Linked DNA regions of Mus musculus: all the other regions are linked to region 1. Evidence: chromatin contacts called from public promoter capture Hi-C data. All regions are on one chromosome and are shown on one strand. The core of a region is the stretch at or near the end of the contact, and the rest is flanking DNA. Distances in the headings are between cores, read along the strand shown. Region 1 holds the start of Supt3 (SPT3, SAGA and STAGA complex component). Region 2 has its middle 5.1 kb from the start of Gm35204. Region 3 overlaps Clic5 (chloride intracellular channel 5).

Region 1 (4,230 bases), core at 5-2,504:
TTAAAAAATCAAGCTCATCAGAGCCACCTGCACCCGGTGGTTACCATATTGGTAGCCCATAGAGTATAGCATTTCCAGCTTGGCATAAAGTCCCCTTGGGCAGTGCAGCCGGAAAAGGGTGGGAAGCTTGCAATAGTATGGTTAAAGTAAGGTCTGGTTGTGCAAAACATTATCTTAGTAGTCATATTCCGCCTCGCTGGAACACGCAGAAATTCTACCAGTTGTTTCTTTCTTTAAGTAAATCTTTTAACAGTGAACTAACTCAAAAATACTGAGAACTCAGGTTTTATCCCAGATAAATATGTACTGGTTTCTTCCTGAGTCTACTAATTCCAAGGACATAAAGCTAATTTTAATCCGGGTGTTCAGTAACAACACTGCTACTGGGATCCTGTCTGACCGTCAAATATATTCCACTATCCCTATAACTCTTATCACTTGTCACATCAACTAGCCTGACTTCCAATATAGAAGGCAAGATGACAGACAATTTCCTTGGAGCTCAAACGTAATTAATCACAGCTGGCGTGATACAAGCTTTTAGCACACAGATCTTCTCCCATAAACCTGAGTTTTGAGCTAGGCTGCGATGATCCCCATCTATACCCCCCGACACCACCGGCTAAATGATTTATTTCCCCAGGGGTCCCAGAGGCGAGCTCTGACAGCAACATCTCTGTGTCCTCTGTCCCTCAGCCTGCATGCACACTGCACTTCCTTCCACTACCACTTCCTAGCTTCCTAGCTTGCCTTCTTGGAGGACTTCCCACCCATTTGGGTGACAAGCCTAAACGGTGCCTCTCCGCCCGGCCCCGAGGGCTCCCCTGCCTCACGCCCACCGACAACGGGGAGGAGCCACGGGGCACCCCACGCTCGGCGGCCTGCATCCGGCTGGGCCCGCAGCCCCGGGCCAGGCATTTGGCTGCCACGACGTCCCTCAAGTTCCCATGACCTCGCCCCACTCCCCGCCGCCCCCACGCGCCCCCACAACCTCTGCTTAAGACACGTGGAGGCACGGCTGCGCGTCCCGCGTGGAGAATGAGAGGGGACAGAGATGGCGCGGTGTCTGCGGCGGCGGCGGCCCCGGGACACGACGGGCAGGGGGGCGGGGAGTGGGGGGAACCAGAGATTGTAGAAAGGGAAAAGGTGACTGAGCTAGGCTGGAGGGGGTGGGGGTAAGATGGCGAGAGCGCCACTATGAGGGGCGGGGCGGGGGTAGCGGAGCCTGGGGTGACTAGAGGGACGGGCCAAGCCGTGCGGCGAGAGCGCATGCGCACCCGGCTGGCCAGCGCGCGCGGTCGCGGGCCTGCTTCTTCTACTTCCGCCACACTCCGGGGGCGGGGCTTCGCGCTCCCGCCTCGGCGTACGGAGCGGCCCGCAGCCACGCGGCGGAGCCTCAGAGCGGGAGTTGTGATGAGTCGAGTGAGCGATCTGGCAGAGGAGCTGGATTTGGCCTGTGGTGACTCTGCAGACCGTAGGAGTGAGCCCGAGGAGCTAGGATTATTGAGAGTCGGTGATCTGCACTGGGAGAAGGTCTATGCAAGCTTCTCTTCAGGGGTTGGTCAGGTGACCAGAATTGTTTCCAATGACAAAGGGGCGCAGAGTTAGGAAAGACTCTCTCCTCAGAGAAGCACTGTGTGAGGACTCAGTCCGTTCTAGGACCTGGGAACACCCACCTACCCACCCCTACCGGCCCTTGCGCAAAATCGAAAGCCTGTGAAAACTCATCTGCAAAGTTACCCCACCCCACCCCCGTTCCTTTCTACAAAGTTCCATTACTTTAAAAAGCATGCTTTAGTTAATAACTTTCACTATTGGGGAAGCTTTATAAACAAGCAGTGGTGATTTTTCCTTGCACCACTTATATTGAATTGTATGTATGACCTGTCTTCCCGTGTTTGATGGTTGCAGGTGTAGTACCTTAATGAACTGGAGACAATTGTGTGTGATGTTTTCACTCGGCTGTTTAGAAAAGAAAATATCCACTATCCTACCATTTCAAATATTATTTTTATTATATTATTTTTACTATTATTATTTATATTAGTCACTTTTTTCGCTAGGGTTTTACTGCTGTGAATAGATACCATGACCAAAGCAACTCTTAAAAGAACATTTAATTGTGGCTAGCTTACAGGTTCGGAGGTTCAGTCCATTATCAAGACAGGAGCATGGCAGCATCCAGGCAGGAATGGTGCAGGAGGAGCTGAGAGTTATACATCTTCATCTGAAGGATGGTAGTAGAAAACTGGCTTCCATGCAGCAAGGATGAGGGTCTTAAAGCCCACACCTACAATGACACACCTACTCCAACAGGGCCATACCTTCTAATAGTGCCATTCCCTGCGCCGAGCATATACAAACCATCACATTCACCTTTACCAGGTCTTTTCAAGCACTACTTACTTCATTAATGTCTTGCCTATGAATGTATGAGTTCTGAAATAATCCTATTTGCTGAGTGTCTTTAAAACAGCCATTCATCTGATCATCTCCTCTCTGGATTGCAATTGTCTTGTGCTTAGTCCTCTGTAACTGCCAGACACTTCAATATTTGCCAAATACACTTCCAAGAGTAGATTTAGGATGTGGAGGGTCAACATGAAGTGTAAGATCCAGGCTCACTCTGCCCAAAGCTGAGTGCGAGCTATATGGGAAAGTAGCCAAAAATTGTCATTATTTCCTTAAAAATTAAGACTAGATTATATACAAAAGGTGAAAAGACTTTTTTAGTACATTGCCAAGAAATAGGAGATTGGGCTGGGCGTGTAATCCCAGCATTGGAGAAGTCAAGGTCAGCCTTGATTTTTAAGACTGAGCTGTCTTATAATAAAAATAAATAAACAAACAAACAAACAAACTGCTGTAAAAACAGAAGACAGATTATCCAAAGAAAAAAATTCCATGCAGATCATTTTAATTAAAATTCTGCTCAACTAATATCATCGCACAGGCATTTCACCTCCAGATAAAGACCAGATTTGACTCAAAAACAAATTATAATGGTCAGGTCCAAAAAAAACTTGGGACAAATGGCTATCTGGTTCCTATTAGCTTAAAGCATGTGCTGGCCTCCAGGCTTCCTCAGGACCACAAGAACCTGGGACTCTTCTCAGCTCTGCTCATCTTGCCTTTTACCCTAAACCTTTCCAGCTCATGGGCTTCCCTCACCCAGAGTCTTAGTAACCCTACTATTTCAGCTACGCACACTCTTTGCCCCCTCTCTCTTGCCTCTCTCTAGGTCTCATTGCACAGACTCTCTTAGTCTTCCTCTCTTGCTCTCCCCAGCTCTCCTTTCATGGCTAGATCCAGTCTGCTGGCCAGGTTCAGTCCACTGCTTTCTCTCCCTGCTCTGGGCCCTTCCAGATGCCTCTGGCTCTACTCTCCCTCATACCTACAATAAAAACCTTCCCCTTACCCATACCTTGCAGCAGCCATGCCCTGCCTTTATTCAATAACAAAGCTGAAAACGAAGCTCTTGTGAAGTTAAAGCTTTGGAGACCATTAGCTCTCAGAAAAAGAAATGATTTCCAAAGTGGGTGGGAAAACACAACAGGAGGCCAAGTGACATCACACCACCAAAAGAAGAAAAGGAGGAGGAGGAGGAGCAGCAGCAGCTTGGCCATTGTCTATGTGCCCATTTTCAATGACAAAGGAAGTCCTCATTCTAAAAAGGACAGCAGAAGCCATAGCTAATAGGAACCATTTCTGTGAGGAAGCCACTTCTTCACTTAAGAGTGGTTCACTTCAAATAACCTGCAAATCTTGCTCTTATAATCCATGATTTTAATTTGTTAGGACAATCATGAGAGTCTCGCTGTAGAAATACAGTGGGCACTCTTACTGCATATGCATTTGCTGCTATAGTCAATTGCTTTTCTGACGTTGAAAACTATTTTTGTCTTACAATCTCAAAAGCAATCTTATTTTAATTTTTAGACTAAGTACTTCCTGGCAAGTTTCTTAACATCATTGAGCATCAGTTTTCATATCTATAGGTTGAGACGTTAAATCTGTTGAGCTAAAACCAAGCTGCCTAAAAGTCTATGCTCCTTTAAAATAGGAATTCCCCAAAAGTTGGGTCCTAAAGTTGTACAGAAAAAGTTTAACATGTTCGCTTTCAAAACATAGGTGAATGAATATAAAGAGCTCTTACTTTAGATACATGAAGATATCCAACTCACTTTATATACTTGAAAAGAAAAAACAATATGAATATGAAAAAGTAAT
Region 2 (4,233 bases), core at 646-3,145, 520 kb before region 1:
ACGATGGGACCCTCATTTCTCCCTTTTCTGGAGTTGTCTGGATTTTTCAATGTGGAATTTACAATCAGATAACAGTACACACACACACACACACACACACACACACACACACACACACACTGGCTTTTTATTGGAATTTCACTTATTTCAAACACTCCCCCATCGCACAATTCTGTGACCTTGACTGTTCCCCTGCCACTCCATCGGTTCAAGTCCTGGTCCCTCCAACGCCCCCATCTCCTTCTGAGCCAAGGTTCAGTCATATCAACCTCATGTGGCCTTAAGATGGACTGTCACCAACACCCAGAAAGGGGTTTTGGAGGCAGAGAGAGAGAGAGAGGGAGAGAGAGAGAGAGAGAGAGAGAGAACTACATCTGAATACCAAGAACCGAAAGTCAGCAACTTTGGTCAAAGATAGAATAGAAGAGGCCCGTATGAAGGGCTGTGGGCTGTGGGGAGATCTGAGGGCAGGCAGGGGAAGAGAAACTTCGAGGAGTGGCCAGGGAGGAGAAGAAAGTGGGACCTCCAGATAGGAGCCTGGTCCCGAGCCGTGGGAGCAGGTGCACCAGCCACAGGAGGGCACAGCGGTGGTGGGCGTGGGGGGGCACAGCGGAAGGCAGATTTCTCTTCCTGCAGGATCTCCACTCACTGCAGTCTTTAGCCAACTCAGTGGAGGGCAATGTCCTCAGCTTCAAAATCACATTTTACTGAGATAAATGGCATGCATTGAGAAATGCCAAAGCACACACGTTCCTTGTTTGCACCACCATCTGAGATGCTGTTCCAAGTTCCCCTTGCATCTCTAGAGGTTGCCAGTGTCCTGATGTTGTTGTTGTTGTTTTTAAATCAAAATATGATTACTATTATAATATGGAAAAAAGACCTTAGAAAATTCAAGGTTAGGGATGAAATGTACTGAAAAGGGGATTAGAACCCAGGCCAAGATGGGACACTGTGGGAGAATCAGGAGTGGGAACATCTTACAGGCCTGTCGAGGAGGAACAAGGTCCCAAAATGCCTCCATCTTCATGAGGGACCTTAGCTACCCAACTCAGAGGAAACAGCCTGAGGCCAGCCCCATGGCGGTTGGGGTGACTAGTTCCAATACTTGGTGACCCCATGCAGATCACTGTAGCTCTTTACTTAATGTAGCCCAAGATGGCTACCTGGATGCAGTACACAGGACCTTGGCTGGGCAGGAAAGCCCAGCTAGTCTGCAGATTCCAAGACACTGTGAAGGTTTCTGTAATTCTCTGGGGCCTTCTGGTTTCTCTCATGGGTTTCTTCCTGCACGTATTGCTTCACTTGCTCAAGGCCCAAGAGAACCTCTGTCACTACTGTGGAACATTTTGGTCATAACTCTGACCTCTGTATCTTAGCCCTGTGCCAAGGGAAGAGAACGACCTTTTTCTCTGTGGAAATTAAGTGTGATGGTGAACATACATGATATACATACATACATACACACACACACACACACACACACACATATATATGCATATATGATATACGTGTATACATATATACATACACACATACATATATGTGTAGGACATCCATATGCATATGTATATACCTACATACACACACACACACACGCACACACATGCACGCACAAACACACGCGCATGCGTACACACGCACATGCACATAGCCTTTCTTCCTGGAAAGGTTGGAGAGATGCAACAAGGTTCAGGAAGGTCCTTGAATTTAGGGGAATCAGCTCCCAGATGAGCTGAGGTGTTCTAGTGCCAGGGTGCAGGGTGATGGTCAACGGTCCTGGGAGGCAGGACTTTGGGACGCTGGTGTAGGAGGCAATGCCTAGTCTTGGCAGTGTCTACTCGAGGCAGGGAGGTGGAGTCCTTGGATGTATTTGCAGCCAGGCAAGTGGTGACCACATGGTACTTGCTGAGCAGCTGCTGAGCTGCAGTCCCCTAATTAGAGAGGGCAAGTCCTGTTTGAAGCCTCAAACTCAGGCTCAGGTTCTAATCAGCGTTTGCATTCCAGCACATCTGGCAAAAATGAAAACAGCTGTGAGGATGGCAAGATGCAGGGGACAGGAGAATCTGTCCTTGCTTGTCAGCGTCCAGCAGATACCGAGCTCTTCACGTTGAGTTTTCTTTGTCTCCCTTCCTTTTAGGCTTTCCAAGGAACATGGTGCCTCTAAGCAGGCATGTGCTTTGACCCCCAAAAGACACCCTTTGCGTCACTGACAGTCCCTTTGTATTGGGCTACTGTCTGTCATTTCTGATGGGCTGGCTGGTGGGAACTGTCCCACAGACTCCAGCCCCAGGGCTGACAGTAGGTCTGTCTTCAAGCTGTTGGGCTGTGTTCAAGTCACAAACAAAACCAGAGAACACGATTCACGGCCCCATGGGTACCACTTTTCAGCTGGTGATGGGTTTGGCCTCTGTCCTCTGCTTTGTGGGTCAGCAGAGAAAGTGCCCACTTACACAGGATGTAATTTTAAGAGCTCCAACATGACCAGCTATCCTTTGGCTTGGGATAGAAATATCCATGGAGGAAATGTGTTAAGATCAAGGAGGTTCCTGTCAAAAGAAACAGCTGGCCAGACAGGGACAACCTGCTTTACACAGCTCATTATTGATGTGTAAGGCATAGAACAAGCTTCCACAGTCTCTTCTTGTTTCAGTGAGGCGGGACCTGGTGGGCAGGTGGTGCCCCTGTGCTGATCTGTGCTTGTCTGAGACTGTGGGGAGCTGCCTGGTCCTCCGGCATCTCCCCATTGCTCCTCTGAAATCTGGAGAAACCTGCTTTGACAAGGTCATGGAAAAGTTCATAATAAATTGTTCCCTTGTTCAAATCACATCTCAATGAGAGCCACCCTGACCGCCATCTTTCACACTGTCACCAGCCGCCACTTATAATGTCTGGCTTTCCTGCTCTATTTTCATTTAATGTGCATTCACTTAGCATACAATATATTTTTACCTCATGATTATTTTCTGTTTCCTGTTAGAAAATGAGCTTCAGGAGGGCATGGAAGCCAGGCAGGCTTTTACTGTGGTGGGGGCTAGGTATACGGGACGGGACATGTAGCACTAGATACCTTTTATGTGGAGACACTGGAGGGAAATATCTACAGCTCTGACTCTTGGAGATGGCTTTTTCTTTTCTTTCCAACGTGTCTTATGGAGATGGCTCAGGGGATGAAGCAACAGGTTCTTGGAGAAACTGGGAATCAGTAAGGCCCACTTCCACTGACTTGGCAGCTGAGTGTGGATTTAAAGAGTGAATAGTGATTAGGGAAACAACCTCCCACGTAGCCGCCTGACCTTTTTTTTTTTTTTTTTTTTTAATTTTTTCCCTTGTACCTGTACTGTGTTCTATAGCACAAGGACTTCCTGCCACCATTTTCCTCAATCCCAGCACTGGAAACGAGGCCTGGCAATGTGTTAGATACACTCCAAGATGGAAGACTCACCATTTTCTCATGCTCCTGATTGATAAAGGAAACCAGTGACCCAGGTCTAAAAGGGAGACCAAGGAAGCCCTGGCTTTCTTTGACTCTTAAAAAGTAGGCTACTCTCAAACAATGGAGGTTTCTGAATGACCCAGTGGATAAAAGGGAACTATTTCCAGCAAGCACGAAAATATTCTGGTTTTTTTCTTTTCTTTTCTTTCCAACGTGTCTTATGGACAGCACTCTGGGCTAGGTCCAGAGGGGGAAACCAGGAGGAACATAGATTGGGGAAACATATGTCCTGCTTAATTGGGGACAGTTATGGCTTGCACCTGGTGGCCTGGTCTAATGTGCGGGAGTTCCTCTTTTTCTGTTGTTTGTTTTAGTTTGCTCTGAGAGGGCCTTTCTACATAGCTGGGGCTGGCCTTGAACTTGAGGCTTCTCCTGCCTCAGCCCTCTGAGTACTGAGATTACAGGTGGGCAGCACCATGGCTGGCTTTGTTTCTCTTTCAATCTCAGGAGCATCGAGACTGGCTTGAGAAACGAATAATGCCCTTGACCCTCTACTGGCAATCTCGCGGGCTGGTAGGACCAGATAACAGCTCCTGTTTGGGGGAATGAGTTAGGGTAAGCGGGGCTGCAGTCAAGGGTTTCCAAGGAGTGAGGCAACAGCCCTTTCCCCTCCTTCACTCAGGTTCTGGTGGGCTAAAGTGAGCGTTCTTAGCAGGCCACCCACATGGTACCAATGTGAGCCATCAAAAGTGTACATGCTATGGAGGTGGTACCCTCTGGAGTCACCCCAAGGTATA
Region 3 (4,784 bases), core at 2,192-4,691, 530 kb after region 1:
GTGTCTATGACGAGTTTCCACAGAGGAAGGAAGCCCCACCCTGACGTGGGTGGTAATACCCCATGGACTGGGGACTGGATTTAATAAAATGGATAAAGGAAAAAGGAAGTTGAACTCACCTGGCTTCCTGACTGCAGATACACTATCAACAGCTGCCTTGAGCCCTGCCCCAAGCCTTCTGTCGAGATGGACAGTGCCCTCAAATCATGAGTCTAAGTGAACCTTTATTAGGAGTTGCTATTGTTATCATTTGTCACTACAGTCCAAAAAAGCCAATCATGGCTGTGTTAGTCTCCTTGGACTTGAAGCAGTAAAGGGCCACCAGGTGGGTGACATAAAATTATGGAACATCATTCTTAGTTCTGGAAGACAGACCATTCAAAAATTAAACCTTTCCTTTGGTCTTCCTGTTTCTGGAAAGCCTTGGTTGTGGCTGTGGCTGTAGCTGTGGCTGAGGCTGTAGCTGTGGCCATGAAGAGGAGGGAGCCGGGCTTTTAGAAGTCCTTCCCTAACTCCCCACAATCAGGGCATAGAGTACAGAGAATTAGGTCTGTGGTGTTCACCAAATTTTGGCCATCTTTGCCCTCCTCATGCTTCTTGTCAGCCCTTGCAAAGCTTTTTGAGGAGACTAGGAAGAACTGGGAATATATGACACAGACGTTATGTGTCTGGAGAAAAGACCCAGCACTATGAATCCTCCCAGGCTGTGCAATAAGGAGGCTTTCCAAAGCCGGCGATGCCCTGCCTCTGAGTCACCGACAACACACTCTTGTTTCTCCTACTTTACAGGCAGCAGGTTCTGAGTCAGGGGGATGACAGGGGGTGAGAAGATAACAAGCAGCACTGGTTCCAGAAGTTTCTCTGGCTTGAAATGTTCTGAAATGGCCATGGGCAAACCAGAGAGGCAGGTCTGCCCAGCATCCCTAGAAGGGTCACTCACCAGCATTGTTCTGTTGTTTGGTGTTTTTGATGTAGGCTGAGAACTTGGAGAAGATGTCGATGCCCGCGGTGTTAGATTCCCGGTGTTTTGCAGCCAGTTTGGGGTACCTGGAAGGGAAGCCATCGAGTTCAGTGATGCTAGAAGGACAGGACTCTTCAGTAGCGATCTTGTCTGCATCACAGGGAGCGGTGTTCCCTTTTCTGGCCGGAGCTACCATCTTTTGGGATTTAACCATCATTCCACGGGGAGGGTGGGCACACAACCCTCAACCATTATCAAGGAAATCAGAGGCCAGTAAGGTGCTGAGAGACTTAACCAGGGTGATTTGGCCTGTTAGGCAAGGAACCAGGGTGGCACCCATAGCCCTCTTCCTGAAATGGCCCAGGAGACACGGCAACACAGGGCTGGCCTCTGAGTCAGGTGGGGTTTCTGATATGTCCCCTGAACTTATGAAAACGCCTGTCTATTCACTACCACAATCCTAGCTGCCCAGAGCTGGTGGGTGCCTGGGTCCACAGCACCAAGGTCCTAAATCATATCTCAAAGGAAAAGTGTCCCCTGCGTGCTTCTAAAATGTCTCTCTGGTGCTTATTATACGTGCAGGGTAAGAGTAACTTAACCCGGCTCCACTCGCAAGTCATGTGTTTTTTATCACTTGGATTTCCAAGCATGGAGGGAGATTTACAATGATCCTACTCTATCCCTTGCACTGTTTCTCATTTTGAAGTGAAAAAAGAAAAAAGAAAGAAAAACCATGCAAGAGGTTGGCCAGGGTTAGGATCCTTGGTGTTGAAGCTGAGTGAGGAGTAAGCTCACATGTGTGGAAACCCTTGGGTTTCCCCAATACCGTCATCCCATGGGTAATGCTAATTATTCATTTAATAAAAGAATTCTTAATATTCATTAAAAACTCATTTCACAAGATCATTCTGTACATGGCCAGGCAGATGGTCAATTTATCATTATTAACAATAAGTGTAGGGCTTTGTGATCTGGAGGGGTTGGTTTCACTGTATGCGTCTAGGTTGTTTTGTCTATTAATCAAAATTCTTTTCTTCAGATTTTATGTTTTTAACCACAATGGAGTCTTTAAAAATCACGTGCTGTGGGGTTTGGGAGCTAGGGCAGCCAGTAAGGATGGTGAGAAAAGGCCTGAGTCTGACTCCCAGAATCTCTGTCAGGAGAGGATGGTAACAAGCTTGTAATCCTGGGGCTGGAGCAGTGAGGCAGGGGGATTTCTGGGGTCCAGTGGCCAGCAGGGGTAGACTAACTCATGAATTTTAGGCTGGGGAGACTTTGATTCTTGGAAGATAAGAGAGGAGGTGACAGCTGAGGAATGCCACTCTGTTCTCCATACACACTTGTGCACATGTGCACACACCTGCACTTGTACACACAAGTCATTTGTCATTATTCTTTCATTCCTTTCTCCTTCAATGATCTCATTAGCTAGGACTGCCCCACTCTTGGAGCCACGGCAGACTATTTGTTTAATTTTGTGTTTGATTGATTGCTGATTGATTGATTGATTGATTGATTGACTGATTTTGCCATGACAGGTTTAATGTCAGAGACGCGGCCTTTGGAAAAGCCCTCAGGAATATATTGGTCCCAGCTCTTCGCCACAGCCACTAGGCAGGTACAAAGGGAGCTACTGATCCCATTTTGTAGCAAAGGCTGTTGGAGACCCAAGGCAAACAATCACTTAAGGACCTTAGTGTGGAACCAATAAGAAACTGACTTGGAGCCTCTGAAGCAGTGAGTATCCTTCCTACTTGATGCTCTCATGATGGGAAAACTACCTTTCACCGAGTGGCCACTGTGTTCTGGACACAGTCCTGAGCTTCATAGGTAACTCTGTCTCATGGGTGAATAAGAGCAGTCTTGATCTGGGAAGTTCCTGTCTCTGCTTCGTAAGTCCTGGCATCACAGACAGCAGCCACGTCTGCCTGGCTTTTAAGTGGGCTCTAATGCTCTGAGCTTAGGGACTGACACTTGTGGGCGTGCCTCTCCTTCTTGGAGCAGAGAGGCAACCTCCTAAGATTCCAGAAGCTTCGGAGGTTACACAGCTATAAAGCTCCTCCCTCAGGGAAGGGCAAGCTCCTCGATGGAACTGGCTTCAAGTTGAGCAGGAGTCCCAGGACGCTCTGGACACCCAGGAGTGATTTCATAAGTAGTAACCATGCTGGGATTGACCTTTGAGTTGCCCATGCCCCTATAAATAATCCCAATCATCTCACTGGTTTACCACACTCCATCTGGGTGGAATCGTCTCCCTGGCCCGTTGCCATGCCGACCTGGGCTGAATTGACGTGTGTGCACGTTGCCTCACAGAGTATCACACAGCTCTTGGGAATCAAGATTGGAAAAGTATCTTTCTGATTGCTTTGTTTTAAGTTTGCCTATTTCGTCACTGTGCACACAAACTAAATAATGTCCATGGGCTTCTGCATATTTCCCAGCCAGCCACTCTGCAGTCTAGTGACTAGGTTCTAGCCAACGGAATGGGGTGTGCATGTGTATGTGTGATGTAACTCCTTTGGGCTCTGGTCTTTGAAAGCACTGTGTGTGCTTCTTTTTGTTGTTGGTTTTTTCTTTCTGCTTAAGACATGTTGGAGGTGCCGTATGCACAGCTACAAGGTGGAGGAGCCCCACAGTATCCACTGAGACTCTGCTTAAGTGACACATGCCCTTGTCACGTCAGGCCACAGCACCACATGTTTCGACAAGAGAGCACCAGCTGGCAGCAGAGACCTGAAGCCGAGGCATGGACTCCAGAACCCAAGCTCAACCATCGCGTGGAGGCTTCTGAAACTGCTTCCACCTGTCAGAGCGGCGGGAGAACATAATTCTACTCTACTGCTGTAAGAGATCTGTATACACCTTTAAATATAAAACCGTGTATTCTCAGTGCCTTGATTGTGAGCCTCAGATTATGGCTACCACCTGACTGGTGCCACGGCACACCGTGTAACCAGCCCATTTTTGATTAGCGTCCAGGATTCTATTTTTTTTTTCTTCCTTCAGTTATTTGTGTGTGCATGTGGCATGCTTATGTGTATGCATGGCTTTGCATGTGGCATGTGTGGAGGTGTCTGTGCATATGTGTGTGTGCGTATGGGAGCTCCGAGGTCGATGTTTGGAATCATTCTCCATCAGACTGCACCTCCCTCCCATTTGCTGAGCCCGTGTCTCCCAGTCAAACCCAGAGCTCCCCAGTGTGGCTAGTCAAGCTGTCCAGCTTGCTCTGGGGGATCCCCTACTTCTGCCTTTCAATGATAAAATTACAGGGGGGTCACCATGCCCACTAGGCAGTTAAGGGAATTTCTAAACCCTGGTCTTAATGCTTGCATGGCAAACATTAAGTGCTGAGCAACCTCACCGGCCCCTCACCTCTGAATTCTTATCCTAACTTCTATGCACTCAGATTATTTTATAATAGTCAGCTTTATGCAAAGTCCTCTGAAACTCATGCAGTCCCAGATTTGGGGCTGAAAGAGATCTTGGAGAACACTGGTTGATGGCCTTTCCTTCACTTTCAAGAAGATCAAATAAGAAGGGAGGGAGCCTTGTCTAAAGTCACCCAGGATATACAGTTGGTTTTGAGGTGGTCAAGCTTCTCTGTTCTGAATCCTAGCAACTTTGGTTATGGGATGGAGATGGTTCTGGTTATGGGCCAGGCATGTCTCAATATATAACTCTGTATGAGCTTCTCGACCCTCTCCCCAGCACTAAGTGGACCAGGCCACAGAAAGCAGGGTCGTTAGTCTCATTTAGAAACTACTTGCGATTCCCTGGACTCCTCATCTTGACACCAAATACTCTCTGGAACCAAACATAATTT

Evidence for each region. Promoter capture Hi-C pulls out the DNA fragments that hold promoters and counts their contacts.
Region 2: a promoter capture Hi-C map of pre-B cells shows a contact between it and region 1, with 4 times the contacts expected there. The contact joins the enhancer-like site here to the promoter of Supt3 in region 1. A contact is called at or near these places in 7 of 39 promoter capture datasets (3T3-L1-derived adipocytes, cranial neural crest, embryonic stem cells and 3 more) and 5 of 115 datasets of contacts at active chromatin or transcription factors (astrocytes, embryonic forebrain, embryonic stem cells and 2 more).
Region 3: a promoter capture Hi-C map of embryonic stem cells shows a contact between it and region 1, with 3 times the contacts expected there. The contact joins the enhancer-like site here to the promoter of Supt3 in region 1. A contact is called at or near these places in 8 of 39 promoter capture datasets (the C10 cell line, cranial neural crest, embryonic stem cells and 4 more), 1 of 484 Hi-C or Micro-C datasets (the 3T3-L1 cell line) and 12 of 115 datasets of contacts at active chromatin or transcription factors (T-cell acute lymphoblastic leukemia, astrocytes, embryonic stem cells and 6 more).

Annotation. Positions count from the first base shown.
Region 1 is chr17:44,774,190-44,778,419 of GRCm38.p6, reverse strand. Supt3 (SPT3, SAGA and STAGA complex component) reads right to left here and starts at 1,254. Exons shown (of 12, transcript NM_178652.3): 1 at 992-1,254. It also overlaps a transcript of Runx2 not described here.
Region 2 is chr17:45,290,798-45,295,030 of GRCm38.p6, reverse strand. No RefSeq gene overlaps it. Among named protein-coding and RNA genes, the nearest start is that of Gm35204, 5.1 kb to the left of the region's middle. Within about 2 kb of position 1,895, at least 19 of the 459 cell types and tissues checked have an H3K27ac peak or open chromatin away from gene starts, as enhancers often do.
Region 3 is chr17:44,244,983-44,249,766 of GRCm38.p6, reverse strand. It overlaps Clic5 (chloride intracellular channel 5), which reads right to left. Exons shown (of 6, transcript NM_172621.2): 4 at 941-1,047. Among named protein-coding and RNA genes, the nearest start is that of Clic5, 59 kb to the right of the region's middle. Within about 2 kb of position 3,441, at least 6 of the 459 cell types and tissues checked have an H3K27ac peak or open chromatin away from gene starts, as enhancers often do.